2 separate regions of the Callithrix jacchus genome follow, and region 2 is linked to region 1. A link is a contact called in public Hi-C data. All regions are on one chromosome and are shown on one strand. Each heading gives the region's core, a stretch centred on a gene start, on an enhancer-like site or on the middle of the called end of the contact. The rest is flanking DNA. Distances are from core to core; before and after follow the strand shown. Region 1 has its middle 270 kb from the start of SNX13. Region 2 has its middle 99 kb from the start of AGR3.

What was found. A called contact is a pair of places that touch in the nucleus more often than the background predicts.
Region 2: a contact with region 1 is called in a Hi-C map of induced pluripotent stem cells, with 2.4 times the contacts expected there. The contact joins two enhancer-like sites. A contact is called at or near these places in 2 of 3 Hi-C or Micro-C datasets (induced pluripotent stem cells and skeletal muscle).

Annotation. Positions count from the first base shown.
Region 1 is chr11:40,792,229-40,797,889 of calJac240_pri, forward strand. No RefSeq gene overlaps it. Among named protein-coding and RNA genes, the nearest start is that of SNX13, 270 kb to the left of the region's middle. Within about 2 kb of position 1,998, at least 4 of the 16 cell types and tissues checked have an H3K27ac peak or open chromatin away from gene starts, as enhancers often do.
Region 2 is chr11:41,475,183-41,480,907 of calJac240_pri, forward strand. No RefSeq gene overlaps it. Among named protein-coding and RNA genes, the nearest start is that of AGR3, 99 kb to the right of the region's middle. Within about 2 kb of position 2,284, at least 3 of the 16 cell types and tissues checked have an H3K27ac peak or open chromatin away from gene starts, as enhancers often do.

The sequences.
Region 1 (5,661 bases), core at 748-3,247:
AAATGATGTCTGGTACTGTGCATCTGGCAATCTTAGAACACTTCTGTTGAATTTATTTTTCTAGCGGAGCATGGTAGTACTATCTCTGTGGGCTTTGGGTTTTTAGATCAAACTATTTTCTTTCGAGAGGAAGACTCTTTCTGTGATTGGGTTTACAGTTTATTCAAAGAGTATATCCCTGTTCCTTGTAGGCTCAATTGAGTTATGTCCCAGGGCAAGGGGTTTTTAAGAGGAGACTTCAACTTTATCCTCATCAGGGTGATGAAGCACAGTGACACAATCTTTGTGACCTGGGCTGCGGATCTTTTAGTAGGATAGTGGTGGAATTCTTTTTAAGGAAAACAGTGTCATTAAGAACCTAGGCATGTTATTGGTTGTTGAGTTTGAGGTTGTAGTGGCTAGGAAAGTCAGAGAATTTGATGACCTATGATACGGGGTGAATCAGACTGTATTATTGTCTCACTGTTAAATGCATGAAATGGAGAATGAAGCTTAATAAATATCTCAGCAAAAGATGATTGAGGAAAAGGCCAAAGTTGCTGTATTCACAGATAATTACCAGTTGTGGTTTTAGTTTCACTATTTCATAATATTGTACAGTAAAAAACACATACATTTAGAAGAAAAGTGTTTTATAGGTAACCAGATTGCAATGAATTTCACTTAGAGCACAGGATACTAGTTTGTGATAATTATTGTTAGCTTCCTGCAAATTATTAATGAGCTGACACATGGCCCAGTGGGTTTGGCATCCTTGCTTCTCAGAGTGCAAATTGCCCTTAAATGTTGTGAGCAGTGTTCACCATATAAGAATGGATAGATAGTTGTTATGGCCTGAATTCTGTATCCCTGAAATACATATATTGAAGTCCTAACCCATAGTTCTTCCAAATGTGACCTTTCTTAGAGGTAAAGTCCTTACAGAGGTAATCAAGTTAAACTGAGGTCATTAGGGCAGGCCCTAATCCATTACTACCAGTGTCTGATAAACAGGAGGAACTAACTCTGTCAATGCCTTATTTCTGACTTCTAGCCTCCAGAGTGCTGTGAGACCATGAATTTCTGCTGTTTAAGCCACCCAGTTTTGATACTTTGTTACAGCAGCCACAGTGAATTAATAGAAGGCTCTTTGCTGAACTACATAACATAAACTGACTTGGTAGGAGAAAGAAACGTGTTAGGAACACTGGGCCACCAGGGAAGTCCTTGAAGCTGTGAGACTATTAGATAGGGTGGGCAATCAGTTCTTATCTTTATCCATTTTGTGGGTAGACACAAACACCATCCAGCTGAGCAGAATGGGGCAAGGCAGCCAAAGTCTTCCTAAGGAGATTTTACCCAGCACTTATCTGAGTGAGACAAGCTTAGGAGAAGTTGAATTTCCTATGTGAGTTGTAAGGAGATGTTATGCCTTCAGAAGAGATTATTTGAGGTGCATAGATGGTTTGGAAGAAAAACACATAAACGCTAACTTTTGCCATTGGCATTTAAAGAAAGTTAATAATCTGCGACAGTTATTTTATACTGCACTGCTTTGAAAGATTATGAGATATAAAGAATATGTATGAATCTTAGTATTTTAGTTCATGTTTAGTACTGCTGAAGGTCTGCCTTATTTCTCCCTCTGCCTCTCTCTCTCTCTCTGTGAATTATGTGGGTGACAGTGCACATTTTTTGATCCTCAACTCATCCTATTACCTATTTGTTCTTCTGTTCATATTTTAAAAATGTTGCTGCAGTTAATATGGCTACTGTTGTACAAAACAAAGGACGTCCAAATGTTACCTCCCAAGCAAAGAGATCTTATTAATGGTGGAAATAAAAAGTCCCAAGACACTCACTGAGTGAGTGAGGCTGCAAGAGGGGCCCCAGGCCCGTCAGCAATCTGCTGTCATCGATGCCTTTCCAGGTTCTCGGACCAGTGTATAATTTAAAATGCAGTTGGCCTGTGCTTCTTGACTTGATTACAATAGTTCCCAGCCTGTGAGGCGTTAAGCCAAAGTGGTTTTCCTTAATTTTCCTTCTCCCTGAAGAGTTTAGGCTTGCTGTTTCAAAGAAAGCTAGATACCACAGCCAGCCAACTATTTGGTGAGAAGTTTCTCCTCGGGGAGAGAGCTGTTTGCTGCAATTCCAGGCTTTCAAATGTCAAACGTTACTCATTCTCGCTTTGGCTCTTGTAAGTATGTGCAGTCCTTTTTATTTTAATTTGAGAGTGTTTGCTTCCACTGGTAGCTCAGGGAACTTTTACTTGCCGTTTGAAATCTAACCCTGGAACACAAAAAGTATGACTAATCCTACTTACTGGAATTTCAGTGTTTTCATCAAGGCCGCAGTTTCCATTTCCAATTTTATATAATAAGGGCAAAATACCAACTGGCAAACACATTCCTTTTTTTTTGTTTGGTTGCTGTACATTGAACTATCTACTGTGTTATAATAAAAAGCGATGTTTCATAACTGTGATTTTTGCATTTGAGACAAAACAGTTTCAAGGGTATTTTAAGAGCGAATAGTTCATGATATGAGTCCCCAGCTAATATATTTACTCAAAGAAGCCTCAACATTTCAGCTGCTTTTCATCTTCTCTATGGCAAAGATACTAGGTTATCTCTAGGCAAGAAAAAACGGTTAATACACTGGAGTATAGCCAATGGAAAGATTTTAGAACAATATGCAAATACTCATGTCATAACGCTGACTTAGTTAAGCAATCCTTGTGATGACCATTGGAAAGATGAGAATATCAGCTAACCCAAACCAAGTTTTGTCTTCTTTCATAGGAATCCTTTATCATTTCCTTATGTCTTAGAGCTCCAAATATGGATTTCTGAAATGCTGTTGGGAAGATCTCATATGAGGAAGTTTCAGTGGAATTGGGTTGAGATTTACTGACGAGGCAGTTCTTCAAAGACAGTATATAAAATAGCTTAAAGGGAATATAGGTACTAATTTGCAGTGACCTAAAATGAGATTTCCAATCCTTTCTGCTTTTAGCAGTCACCTGGAGATGTGAAAAATGTACATCTCCAGGTCCCATTTTCAGAGTTTCCAATTCAGTGGGTCAGTGTGTCTATCTTTGCTTCCAGATTATTCTGGGTGCTGTCAGGACTGGGAATCTCTGGTCCCAGTTGTCAGTTTGTAACTATATCCACAAAGAAATTATTCTGAATTATTGGCTCTGTAGGAACTGCTGAACTGGGCTTGCAAAGAAAAACTTTTTGCTTTTTGCTTTAATCTATAGATCACCCTAAATCCCCTGTTTTTCGTAGGGCTCCTTTCACTCCTCCTGGTCTGATATACTTGTGGGTCAGTAGTAAGCACTCAGCTGGAACGACTATGTCCTGGCCCTGGGTGGATGTCAGAAACACCTGTGGGAGCTACTTGAAACTAGGTTTTTTCCAGACTTCCTGAATCACAGTCTTAGGGAGGGATCCAGAGACTCATTCTTCTGTAAGCCTCATAGTTGATTGTGAAAAGCAGCTAATTTTAAAATTCTGAATTATACTAATGGGGAAGATTATTGATTGACTGGCATTGGATACTAATTGAAGCTGAAGGGCTTACAGAGAAATCACATTAATTTGATTAAGATGATTAGAACTATTCATTTCACTATTCTATGATTTAGGCTCCAGGTTTGATCAACAGATATTTGGTAATGGTTGTATGATTATTACCAGAGGGGCAGAACTCTTTACCATTTTAAGTATATAAAAAGCTTTCAGATACAGCTTAAGGTGAATCTTTAAGGCAAATATTTCCTTAGAACCTGAATAGGGAGTGGAGTCGGGGGCACACCATTATAAGTGAAAAGGACAAAATGAATGAAGTGATTCGGATGGGAACTAGAATTCTGTGCTAGTAAGACAATGTGTTAATGGACATATTGTCACTTCCTTATGTCTTAGAGCTCCAAATATGGATTTCTGGGAAGAAATGCTGTTGGGAAGAACTCGTATGAGGAAGCTCTAGTGGAATTGAGTTGAGACTTACTGAGCAGGCAGTTCTTTTAAGGCAAGATCTGAGTAGCTTAAAGGGAATATTGATATTAATTGACCAAAAAAGAGATTTCTAAACCCAGAAGACAACATGGTGGGAAATAACGGAATATAAAATTGTACGAAGTGGACTGGTATCTTGGAGGTGGCTTGAAGTTGCAAGAAATTAGGAACCATTACGGCATTTTGTTGTGTCAATGTACAGGTGTAAAGTGAAAGCATTTTCTCTTGGTAGGGTAGGCAGAAGTTCAGAGGCGGGGCCATGGCAGTAATGCAGAGTAAGGAGATGAAACTTGGTTTAGCATAGTGCTGGGGGATTGGAGCAGGATAGACCTGACAAACATGTATGGAAGTCGTCTAAGTAAGAATTATTTTATTTGCAGATTATACATTTTCTGCTTAAGAAAAAATTATTTTCATGCAGAAGAGGGTATAAAATATCTCTTCAGCTGCATAATAACTTATTTGGTCAAAGTGGCTTCTTGTTAATTGGTCAGCAAAAACATTCAGAATCAACATAATTAATATATTTGGTTATGTTCATGGTTGAAACTTAATATGAGGGCAGAGTCAGTCTAGTTTGTTGTTTGTGTAGCAAGCAGACAGACATTCAGGTATTAGGGTGTTGTGAATAAGCAGGTAAGACAAATCAGAATAATTAACTGTAAATCTGTCTAAACAGTCTTTTCATCTCAGTATGTGTAACATTTGCAGTTTTAAAACAGTGACATTAAAAGACAAATATTTTGAAATTTTCCTCGTTTCCTCCAATCATGCCCTTAATATCGTTCAACATCCATTTCAAAAACTGCTTTGTGGGCAAATATTTCCTTAGATGTTCCTTTACATGCTTTATCTTCCATCTGATGGCTCCAATTGTTCCTCCTCTCCCTTCTCTCATTCCCAGAATCTTGATGCCAAAGGACTCAAGTCAGCAGAGGTCTTTGGTCCAAGGCAACAGATGGCCTCTGTAAAAATCAGAAGACTGTCTCTGCTGCCAGAGCAATGTAAGGGAGACTCAGACTAGCTGAGGTGGACTCCTGGAATCTGGGGATCTGCGGGGGAGCAGAATGGGGAGCAATGAGAGTCAGAAAAGACATGGAAGGATCTGCTTTAAGATGGGGATATATCAGGCCCCAAGGTTGTAAAACAACTTAAAAGTAGGAAAGCAACTAACTCAAAGGGATCTTTTTTCTGTTCAGTTCTATAATATTCACCAGCAGGCACCGGGAAAATAGCACTGAACAGAGCTGGACACAGCCTTTGCTCTTACAGAGCCATGCCTCAAAATAAGCTCCATTTATGAGGAAAAATATAGGGATTATAGAATATATACCAACCCTTTATGCTCTTTGACCCTATGCCAGTTTTATGGGAATAACTTGAGCCTTGCCACAAAACACAGCTTTCACATTTTACTAGATTCAATATCGTGTTTCTTCATGTCTGTAAACACAAAAATGAAATTGAAAGGTGGACAGATCTGAACATCACAGATTTGGGATGCTGTGCTGGCTCTTATGGCTGAAGTGAAGAGCTATATGATGGCTTAATTTTTTTTTTTAACAGTCTAAGGGCTTTTTCTCAGAAGACCAGTTCAATTTCTCATGCACTTTTTTGTTTCTCTTAGGAAATTCCTAGAGATTGCAATGTTATTAAGCTC
Region 2 (5,725 bases), core at 1,034-3,533, 680 kb after region 1:
ACCTGCACATGTACTCCCTTGAATCTAAAATAAAAATGAAATAATACTCTGAAAAAAAAGAGGTAAGTTAAGGGTTAGTGAAATACAGTGACATCTTCTCATTCCAGTAGTGTCAATCCCCTTCCCCCAGACCAAGATTTTCACATGGACAGCAAGATCCTCCTAGGGAGCTTGTGAAAAATACAAATGACTTTTGCTCTATGGTTAAGGATTCTGATTCACCGTACTCTAAACTTAAGACTACGAATTTTAATCTTTACCCTTAGAAGACAGTGGTGCAGATATTTTATTCCATTCATTTAGAATACAAGAGCTACTGTGTACCTGGCCTCCTTGTTTAGGTACTAAGAACCCCAACCTCAGTGCTCCTGGAGGGTTTACCTTACCCAGGTATTTGTATATCATCATCATCAACAACAACAACCATAGTTGCTACAATTTATTAAATATTTCCTATGTATCAGGCACTATATTCCCATTTTCCTTACATATTCATGTTCCTTAAACAATTATGGCTTTGAAAATGCCTCTGCTTTTTTTTCCTTGGTATCAAATTCTGTGTGAAAGAAAGTGGGACTGTACCTAGTACATAATTGACCTCAACAAATGTTAGTTTTGCTTCCCTTTCTCTATGTTCCTTGTTATTTTAGACTGAATAATTACCTGTGGATTAACTATATCAAGATCCTTATTAATCTTGATGAACTCCTTGTTGCTCTCCATAATTGCTCAAAGGTCTAGTTTCATGGAACACAGGCATTGTTCCCTGATTTCTAAAGAGATTTTAATTTTCTTCAAAACATTTTGAAAACGTGTTTTGATGACATTAATAATGTTCACAGGAGAACTGGGAACATACCTGCATTCTCTGAAATGCATTTATTTGCGCCTCATTCTGCTTTACGCTCTCTATGGTACGCAGTTACATGTCTGGTCAGTTGCCTCTGCATTCTTTGTGTGCTAAGGAGTGACAGCAGAGAAACTGATGAGATTGCATTCAAGTCAGAACAAATTCCTTTATTTCATGTCAATATAGAACCTGATTATTTCTCAGTAGCACCATTAAACAGACACCAGCAGGTTTTATGACAGAATTATTTCATACCACTTGATGTAATTTACCTAGCACATGTAGGGTCATGTGTATCTCATAAAGCTGGTACACTTCAATAAGGAAAAGGATTTGGCTAGTGGAATGAATAGGAGCCCAGAAGAAGTTACCAAATTGAATTGATGAAGGCAAATTTAGGTGCAAGTTGCCTAAATTTACTGAACCTGGCTTAAAGGGGGAAAGGGATCTTTATTGGTATATGTAACACAAAAATCAATGAGGCAGGTTAGATTCAAGTTCTACAAAGATGTCTCCAGAAAAATTGCTTAATCCATCCATCAGCTGTTTTTCCTCTGTATTGGTCTCCTTCTAAGATAAGCTCTTTTTCTCTCTCTTTGAGGAGTTAGAGATGGTCTTCAACCACTGAACAGGAAAGAAGAACGTACTAACTAGACCAGGGTCCCATGCCCAGCCCTAGGAGAACAGGATGGAAGCTCCAGGCAAATCATGTGAAGGAAATGGGGCGAGAAACTGGCAGGAAAAGAAAATCCTTACTGGTCAGATACGCCCTTATGAATACTCACAGAATATGTATGTCAACAATAAAAAGATTCATAGTTTTATGACTTAAGAATCTGGAAGCGAATGTAACTCAACATGGTTGGAGAGTCAGCTAAAACGATGTTTTGGTTGAGTAAGTCTGAATCTCAAAAGAGGAGTAAAGAGAGGGGAAGCTAAAGACTCAGGTAAAGATATACAGACTCAGTTACAAAACACTAAGAAGCCTAACTTTCAAAATAAAAAGAATGTAGATATACTTCTGTCATCAATAAAATGAACTTATTACTCATGTTTGAAACAAAAAGGTGGTTAAAAGCCTAGACTTACGTCTCAAGACAAATGTGTTTTTGAAGGACATAAAAAAGAACTCTTGAACTCCTAGCTAGCTTGCTTTCTGAGTTTTAGCAGAGATGGCTCATTGCCACCCAATAGCTATTCTCATCTTCTAAATAATAGAAATCCATTTTCCCTGGGGTTGCAATGCCCCTGGACAAAGATTGCATTTTACAACCTCTCTTATAGCTATCCTTACAAATGGTCATTAGAAATCTGCGGCCACTGGATGAAGTTCTGGTAAAAGAGGGTAAACAGGGTGCTTACAGAAAGCTGGCTTGCTGGTGAGATGTCTTGTCCCTTCCACTTCCAGCTGCCTGCAATACGGGGGCAGTGGAAGGAACTCCAGCAGCATGCTGAACCTTGAAGCAGAAAGCCAAGTCCCTGCAAGCTACGATAACATTAAGGACATGTTCTCCCAACACCTGGGCGTTCAGGTGATTTAAGAGCATAAATGACAGCAGTGAGTACCAATTGAGATAAGAGGTATAGAGGGGATGATACCAAAAGTAAGAGTGACCATTCAAGCAAAGAGAAGACAGACAGAAACTGGTTACTGCTAAGAAATGTTACAGCGGGAAAATGAGCAAACACAGACTAATTGAGGTGGAAGACCAGTGACTCAGCGGACAGACTGTGCAAGTCAGTCTTGCCTAAAGAAGAATTAAGTACTTCTCATCTTTCTCTTGTTTGGGTTTCTGAAAAATTAATACAGGTTCATTTAGTCATACATTGTTTTTTTTGTGATCTAACAGATTAATATCAATATCATCTTTTGTATTTCCTTTGGAATGTCCAGGAAGGAGACAAAAAATCAACAGCATGATTTCTGTCAGGGCCTGGAATGACTCTGCTTTTTCCATTTCAAAGCACCAGAAAGCATCCCAACATGAAGAAAAAGACTAATTCTGCAAGTATGGTGAATCTAAACTACATGAGATTGGTCCTGCAGTCAAACAATAGTACTTTCCTAACAGAAAAGAAAGAGAAATTCCAAAGGCAAAGTTGCAAGGAAATAATGCCCTCTGAGCCTTTACAGTCCAGATCAAAGCCAGCAACTTATTCAGCCATCATGAGAACAGACACTCCCAAGTTTCTAAAGGAGCCAGTAAGCTGAATCATTGCAGATTAAATAAACATACTGAGTTTAATCACAAAGTAAATAAAGGCCTCTTCTGACATAAGTTTGTATTTACAGAAATTCTGTGACTAAAGGCAACCTAAATTTGGATCATTAAAAACAAAACAAGATTCTCCAAGTTTACATTAATTATACAATGCATCCAGAAACCCAGGGCCTGACAAACCATGTAGCAAAGTCATAAAAATGAGTTCATCAAAAAGCATTTTAAGCAAAAATGAAGCTATTATTTAAAACAGAAATAAGCCTATTCCAGACTAACTATACCTGTAGACAAAAACATGCATCATCATGATGGCACTGGTGATTATGACAAAAGCCCATGAAAATAATACAGATGCTGTTTTTTAAGAAATTCAGCATCATCTACATGAAACCATCTCTGGTTACTTTGCAATCAAAGTACTATAGTGGAATTAAATAATCTATGCCTCCAAATAAATTAATTGATAACATATTCCAATATGTAGAGAACAATCTGATCTTATTCTTCAGTCTTCAATTATTTTCTTTTTAGTCTCAAGAAATGATAATATGAAGAAAACAAAACCAGCTCTTTAGCAGAATCCTATGAGGAGTCTGTTGGAGAGTCTCTGGCCAGGAAGATTATTACTCTTAGGTGGGTCTGCCTGTGCGGGGCAACTTGCTGCACCTTGAAGATGTACATATGATAAATAAGCTGTGGTCTTCTCATAAAAAAAGGTAATTAATGCTGGAAAAGGTTTCTGGGGAAAAACGAGACAAGTTTTTTTTTTTTTAACAACTAGCACTTATCAGCAAAATAATTGTGAGGAGAAAAAGAAGATGGCAGTTCTAACCAGAGAGCACAACTGCGGGAGTCCAGGAAAGCAGAGAAAAGGTCTTGTGAAACTCATGGCTAATTCAATATAACTGACTGTTGGTGATGGAAAAGCAGAGCAGCAAAAGCTGAGACCAGAGAGTAGGGCAAAGGCTAGATCAAGTGCTAAGGGTGTCATGCAAAGAAATGTGGACCTCATCCTGAAAGCTCCTGAAAACCACAAGTGGGTGCTGATGGTTGCTCTTGCCTTTCCTTTAAGGCAGCAACTTGATCAAATCTGTATTTCATAAAGCTAAGCTATCAGCTATTGGTTAAATGGCCTGGAATGGGGAAGGCTGGAAGCAAAAGATCGTTCATCATAATCAAGCAGAAAATGTTGAGAGCCTAATACAAGCCAACTAAAGTAGGAACGGGGAAAGAGGAAGAGATGTGTAAGAAGACACAACCTATTAGACCACATAGGCTTTAGGAACTAGGGCAACATAAGATGCTGACTTTTTATTGGGAGACAGTATTTATAACTCAGATTCTAGAGTTACAAATGTTTCTCGTAGTGCAGTTGGATATTAACTCATTGAGGAGTTATACGGTGGAGAGTGACATGTCAAATGAAGGGGCAGTGGAGATAGCAAGGAAGATAAAACTAGGGTTGAAAACCCAGCATGTGGCGTACTGCAGTGTAGTTGGATCTAGGGACAGGAAAGTGTCCGGAGAAACATGTGGAAACTCCCAGAAATGTGGCTTGGATGTCGTAACAGTACTGGACACATGGTGACACACGAGCCTTACTTTTTTCTTCCACAATCAGGACAAGTGGACTGGATGAAGCCATGCACTTATTCCATAGAAGAATCAACTATAGAGACATTAATTTGCCAGTCTCCATACCTGAGAATTGTTCTAGAAGCATAGTAAGTACTAGGTAAATATTTAGATGCATAGTTGCATTAACACTAAGAGAAAAAATAGCATTAAAGCAAATCTGAAAGTATTCAGATACAAATACACGTATTTACCAATCTGTACCCTTATATGTGTTACTGCACACTTTTGAAAGCTTTGAGAATGTCAAGACATTCCCTTGAGCTGTCTAAATGCTATTTCCAAGCAAACAACAATCCCAGTCATTTTAAAACTGGTTCCAAGTTGTTAATGCAAACTATTAGCACAGTAAAACCACCTTTTCTGATTACACAGTTTAAACAATAATAATGGTAAGTCATTTGTCTGTAACTCCTGCATAAATATAAGGAGAATCTTATGTCTACAGAATAATCAAATGTGACTTTCAAGTTAACATCGTTGGCAGTATTCCTGAAGTGTTCTCATTTCTTGCACATTTGTTTGGCATAACTGAAATCAAACATTTAACCAAAAAGAAAAGGTGGAAAATGTTTTTCTTTTTATCTGTGGACATTTGAAAAATTGCTTGAAAACTATCACCTAATGGATATCATGCTTATGAAATGAGGTCTTATCAATCTTATGAGATATTACTGACAGTGTCAGGGACAACTTTTCAAGTTGTAGGCAGCCTGCAGAGGAAGAGGCATCTTCCCTTGATCCTCACTTTGAGGAGTGTGAGATGGAATGTCTCTGACTCCTCTTTCTGATGCCCTGTTTGCTCCTCCAGAAGAAAAGAAGAATGACTAATTTGAGTATCCCAAGCTTGATGTTCATGGACTATGTTTCACTACTGGAGGATTGCAGCAGTTCAAAAGCAAGAATTAGTGCAAGCACTTCCTCTTTCTCTTACTTACCCTTAGGTGAGGTGTGACCTCTTCCTCTAATGCTTCTTCTTTCAAGCAGTTAGCAAATGTGGACTATGCTTTCCCCAAAG